2 separate regions of the Hordeum vulgare genome follow, and region 1 is linked to region 2. The links are chromatin contacts, called in public Hi-C maps. All regions are on one chromosome and are shown on one strand. The core of a region is the stretch at or near the end of the contact, and the rest is flanking DNA. Distances in the headings are between cores, read along the strand shown.

What was found. Hi-C and Micro-C count contacts between places; a contact is called where the count stands out from the background.
Region 1: a contact with region 2 is called in a Hi-C map of leaf, with 5 times the contacts expected there. The contact joins the enhancer-like site here to the promoter of LOC123411956 in region 2. A contact is called at or near these places in 3 of 6 Hi-C or Micro-C datasets (leaf and seedling) and 1 of 1 datasets of contacts at active chromatin or transcription factors (embryo).

The regions. Positions count from the first base shown.
Region 1 is chr7H:234,991,971-234,994,963 of MorexV3_pseudomolecules_assembly, forward strand. No RefSeq gene overlaps it. Among protein-coding and RNA genes, the nearest start is that of LOC123408494, 160 kb to the right of the region's middle. Within about 2 kb of position 1,576, at least 2 of the 3 cell types and tissues checked have open chromatin away from gene starts, as enhancers often do. A contact at or near this core is called in leaf, where this site is marked.
Region 2 is chr7H:234,553,666-234,556,770 of MorexV3_pseudomolecules_assembly, forward strand. It overlaps LOC123411956 (protein SHI RELATED SEQUENCE 1-like), which reads right to left and starts at 1,727. Exons shown (of 2, transcript XM_045104917.1): 1 at 951-1,727; 2 at 140-775. The coding sequence starts at 1,482. The coding sequence ends at 390.

The DNA.
Region 1 (2,993 bases), core at 326-2,825, 440 kb after region 2:
AGGGCATTTTGGACAAAGAAAACAGTCAAGCCACTTTGATCGAATGAAAAAAACAAAGAGCATTTTTATAAGGAGACTAGATGGAAGAGGGCAGAGTTGAACATTGTTAAGAATTCGAGATAAATTTGAGTAGTATGATCGAGCTAGGGACACAAATGTAATTGTTCCTTAAAATTGCTCATACATTTAAAGAAAATTCCCATGCACTACAAAAATATTCATGTTGACCAAGATTTTTTCATTTAAAATATGTTCATATGTTTAAAAATATTCATGCATTTAGGATTTTGTTTAGAAAAGTACAGTAAAATAATGTCTAAAATATATATTCATTCAAAACATGTTAATGTATTGGAGAAGAAAACATGAAGAGGCGAGAAAGTCAAAGAATAATGAACAAATAAATGGAAAACTAGAGCAGAACCAAGGGGGGTTGGGGGGGGGGGAGTGGGGGGATAGAAAGAACAGAAGGAAATCAAACAAACTTAAAACTAAATAACCCCTACAAGGCCGATGCGTATACCAGCTGCATGTGCGATATAGCTATTATAAGTCAGCTGATGCTATTTCATACCCGTAGGCGTCGAACGTATGGCACGACGCCCACGAGCAACGCGAATTAGGCCGGCCCACCTTGCGCTGCTCCAGTATTTTTCAGTTTCCTGTTGATGCTTTTTGGATTTTGTTTTCACATTGTTCCTTTTATTGTGTTGTTGCTTGTTTTTATTAATTTCTGTTTTGATTCTTCTTTTCGTTTCTCTTGTTGTTTCATTTTGCAGCATTGCTGCAACTTTGTTTTGGTTTCGGTTGTGCTTTTTGCTTCGGTTTTTTGGATTTTTTTTTCTTTTTTCTTTTCATTTTTATTTTTAGTCATACTGATATTTTAATAAACTACTAACTTTTTTTATGGATAGTGAACATTTTGCTAAAACATGGTGAATATTAATTCAATACATCTTGAATAATATTGCAATACAAGCATTTTTAAACATGGTTTCTCGAGGTCTTTTCTTTTGAGACATTTATAACATTTCCTAATACATGATTGACTATTTTAATAGACATTGCTCATTTTGTTAAACGTGGGAAACATTAATTTATTACACTGTTAACATTTTTGTTACACGACAAACATTTTCTTGATTCATTGGAGACATTTTGTTAAACATGGTGAACAAGTTTTTAATACATGATGAATAATTTCTTCTACACCACGTATATAGTTTAAAAAATGTTGAATGCTGTTTTTAGTGTATAATGATTTTTAGAAAGAAAATACTTGAAGAACTTTTATTTAAATACACAATGAATGATTTAGTATGTTTAAGCACTATATCCCTTTGTTCAAAAATACTTGTTGTAGTTTTATTTCAATTTAAACTAAAACCACATACCGTATTTCGGAACGAAGGAGTAGATAACCAAAACAGAATCACTAAAATGCAACTATACCACGAGCTCTCATAAACAATAACAAGACGTGCGCTGGGAATCCACGACGACCTAAACTGGGCCGGCGCCCCATCAATTAATAAAGTGTGTGCCATCCCTCACACGGACCCATATCAAGGGAGATCCTATTGGACGCATTCTGTGTCAAATAGCTCCAACTTCGCACACAGGTGCGTACTTGCGGGCATTTCTGGGTCGCGTCGCTGTTTTCCGGTCGTTTCCCGCGAGTTGTTCCCGAGAGCTGTTTCCCGCGTCGCTATTTCAACTATTTCATGTGCGTCGTTGTGTTCCTGTTCTCCTGGTCCTGCTGTAATACCATTCCCTGCTGTTCTATTGTTCCCTGATGTTTTACCAGGAATTTCACTGTTTCGTACAAAATTTATACCAGGAGTTTCATAATCTACCTACCCGCAAGCAGTAACACACAAATTTCATTGTTTGTTGGGAAAGTGCTTGTATAGTTTTTTTAAAAAAATATGAAAACGAACAAATGTTGAATTTCCCACCATTTTTAAAACAATAATATTTTTTTAAACGGAAAACAAATTTGAAAGCGCAAACAATTTTTTAAAGCACGAACATTTTTTGAAATCTTGAAAACAAATTTTCAAACCCAGAACAAATTTTAAAAATCGAGAACAAATTCAGAAGCGCAGACAATTTTTTAAAGCACGAACTTTTTTTTAATCTTTAGAACTAAATTCTAAAATGGAGAACAATTTTGAAAACCGGCGAACAAATTTGAAAGACTGAACAAATTTTTAAAGCGGAACATTTTTTGAATCTTGAGAAGAAATTTTGAAACCGAGAACAATTTTGAAAAGTCCTGAACAAATTTGGAAGCACGGACAACTTTTTAAAGCAAAAACATTTTTGAATCTTGAGAACAAAATTTTGAAATGGAGATTTTTTTAAAAAAACCCCGAACAAAATTGAAAGCGTGAACAAATTTTAAAAACGCTAATAGAATATTGAGAACAAATTTTAAAACTGAGAACAATTTTGAAAAATTATGAACAAATTAGGAAGCGCAAACAATTTTTTAAAGTACAAACATTTTTTGAATCTTAAGAGCAAAATTTTGAAACGGAGAACAATTATGAAAAACCCCGAACAAATTTGGAAGCGTGAAATTTTTTTTAAAAGAGAACATTTTTTGGTCTTGAGAACTAAATTTTGAAACGGATAACAATTTTGAAAAACACTGAACAAATTTTATAGAGCGAACACATTTTTAAAGCACAAATATTTTTTGAATCTTGAGAACAAATTTTGAAACCGATAACAATTTTGAAAGTCCTGAACAAGTTTGGAAGCGCGAGAAATTTTTTAAAGCACGAAGATTTTTTCAATCTAGCGAACATAATTTTGAAACAAAGAACAATTTCGAAAAACCCCGAACAAATTTGGAACCACGAACAATTCTTTAAAGTACGAACATTTTCTGAACCTTCAAAAGAAATTTTGAAAACGAAAACAAATTTGAATGTTTAGAATAAACTTCGAAACTGATAACAATTTTTTGAAAATATAGAGTATTT
Region 2 (3,105 bases), core at 477-2,976:
AAGACACGGCCAGGGACAGCATCATCGGCAACATTGATGCAAACCAGCATGAGAGAGAGAGAGAGGGGGGCGGAGAGACATGACTGAAGTAGTATGTCAATCAAACCATTCTCTATCAAGGCAAAGCGGGCAGCCAAACTAATCAACTATCAGATTTCAATTTTTAATCATTGATTGTTCCCTAGCTAGTTCCAGCTTTATTAGCTGACTTGACCTGATGAACTTAAGAGAACCATGGCATCAATTTATGTATGCATCGACAAGATCAATGGAAGCTAGCGATCATGTCGATCGACCCCAGCAGCGGCGGCAGCATCTACGAGTTTCAGAGTTAATGGTAAAGCGAACCAAGGCATGGCGTGTGAGGAGCACGACGAGGTGGCCTTTGATCACCTCGGGTGGTGGCCGTGGAAGAATGGCGCGCCGCCGTAAGCACCGTACGGGCCGGGCGTGGGATACGGGTCCATGACCACAGCCGATGATGACACGGCGGCGGCACCCGTAGATCCGCTGCCTCCTTCGGCGCCGCCAGCAGCTGCCGTGCTCGGGGAGGAACCTTCGGCGGCGTGGTGTCCTGTGCGGGTGATGGAGGTGTCTGGGCCTACGTCGTGCAGGATGCCCTTGAAGACATGGCCGCCGATGCTGACGGCGGTCTGGTACGCCACCTCGGCGTCGGCTTCGTCAACCGGGCCCAGCCGCACACAGCGGAACACAGCCTCTGAGCTCACCTCCCGCGGGAACCTGTCGGCCGCCATCATCTGCTGCTGATGCTCCCCTAATTAATCAACAATTCAAAACACTGGTTTCATCAAGCTCACGGTCTGTCCGAGCTCTTCTGAGCTGAGCTGTACAAAAAGGAAAGAGAAATAGCCAGCTAGTGTGGGTGCAGCCGTCCCACAATATATATTGTGGCTGTGGGACGGAGGAAGTAGATTATAAGAAGAGAGTACCTGAAGAAGTAGTGGTAGGGGTGGTGGAGGAGGGTTGGCCGCCTTCCCGAGGGCGCTTGAACTGCTCGGCGGAGGCCTGCGGCTGCTGGTGATGTCGCTCGCGGCGGCGGGCGGCAGGCACCCACGTGGACTTGACGTGGGTGGCACAGTCGAAGCCGCGGCTCTTGCAGCAGGTGCGGCAGCGCATGTGGGGGCAGTCCTTCTTGGCCTGGTTGCCGCAGTCCTGGCAGCTGATTGTGCCAGCGCCAGACCCTCTCCCCCCACCCCGCGACGAAGACCCGGAGGCGGCCGGGTCATCGGCGAAGCGGATGATGCTGGAGGAGGGGCCGCCGTAGAACGGGTGCTGCTGCTGCTCGTGCTGCGGCTGCCCCTGCCATAGCTGGAAGCCGCCACGCGATGGGGTGGTGGCGTAGAGGAAGGCGGCCGCGGAGGAGGAAGATGCGGAGGGGTTGATGCCGGGAGGGTGGCTGCCGTCGTCGTCGCGTGCGCCGCGGCTGTGGTGGCCTCCTCCGCCTAGAGGGAATCCCGCCATGCGCCCAGATCCATAGATCGCGGCTGTATCGCCCGGCCTCTACTGTCTAGGCCCGAGTCCCCGCGGCATGCGTGAAAAATCTGCGCCTGGCAGCAGCTACGCGCCTCCTCGTCTCTGATGCCTCGGCGCGGCAGCTTGATCGAGCTGCTGCTGCCTTGTGCGTGCTGCGGCTAGTGGTAGCTGGCTGGTGTGCGACCGCGCGCGGTGGGTTAAATTTTTGGCTTGTCTGCGCGTACGGTGGGGGTGGGGTGGGGGTGGGGGTGGAGAGGACGGGGGTGGACGGAGGCAGCTTTTTGGGGGAGAGGAGAGTGATGGAGGAAAGGGAAGGGAGAGAGTTAAGATAGGGGAAGGAGGCGACAGAGAGGGCCTGCCACGCCGCCAACGAGCCTGCTGCACTCCCCATTTATTTCCTCTCTCGCCCGGGTTGCCTCGCCGTCTCGCTCTCTACCTTTGATTCTCTGATGGCGCTATGAGCTTCGGAAAACAAAACACACGTCGCTGTTGCAAAAACAAATGAAAACAGTTGCGGTGCAGCGAAACAAAACAATTGCTTGGAAAGTAGTAATTCTACGAAAACGGGCCTCTTTTCTTTTATTTTGAGACCCTATTATTTTCAAAACTGGAAGATGACCCGTTTCGGGAGAAATGGAGGGAAGAAAGCCCTAGGAAAGCATGGAAGACCAAAAATTCAGTTTAAACCAAACTTTTTTAACATTACAATCGAAGTCGCTAATATGCACACACATACACTCACCCCTATAAATACACGCACGCACATCATACTCTTATGATCACCTACAAAAAATTAAACCGACATAACATCTTTAGATTGTATAAGGAGGAGTGGATTTTGATTGGCACTCTTTACCACCCAGGGATAGATCGGGTGGAATCTTACTTGGGGTTAAGTGTGAAACTTTATAGGTGATGAGTGTGGTTTATGGCGAGTTTACGGTCAAATTTCGTGTGAGGTCGAAAATTGATGGTTTCAGGTAGGCTCTGGTGGCCGTATATGGGGCGGCGCAACCGGAGCTCAAATCTAATTTTCCCGCTGATCTAGTAAGAATTTATGGAGATGAAACAATGCCAGTTATGGTGGGGGAGATTTTAATATTATTAGAAGATAAAATGAAAAAAACAATGATAACTTCAATGCACGGTGGTCACGATTTGAGGGAGATTGACCTCACTCGTAGACAATTCATATTGGCGAACTCATTACGGGTACCAACATATGAGAAGTTGGACCGGGTATTGACCAGTGTCGAGTGGGAGCAGAAGTACCCGCTGGTTTCAGTACGGGCTTTACAAAGATCTATCTCAGACCACACACCTCTCATAGAGGGATGCCAACTATGCGGGAATTTTTTTTCTCTTTTGAGCTAAGTTGGTTTGAAAGAGAAGGATTCATGGATCTCATGCTAACGGATGGGCTAGGGATTCGGGTGGATCTACGAATATAGAAATATGGCAAAACAAAATCCGAAACTTGTGCCGGTTCTTGAGAGGATGGGCGAAAAATCAGAGCGGTATATATAAAAAAGAAAAAGAAAGACTCATTCGTCTGATTGATGAATTAGATGTGAAAGCTGAGTCTCCTCAGCTCAATCTGACTGATAGGAA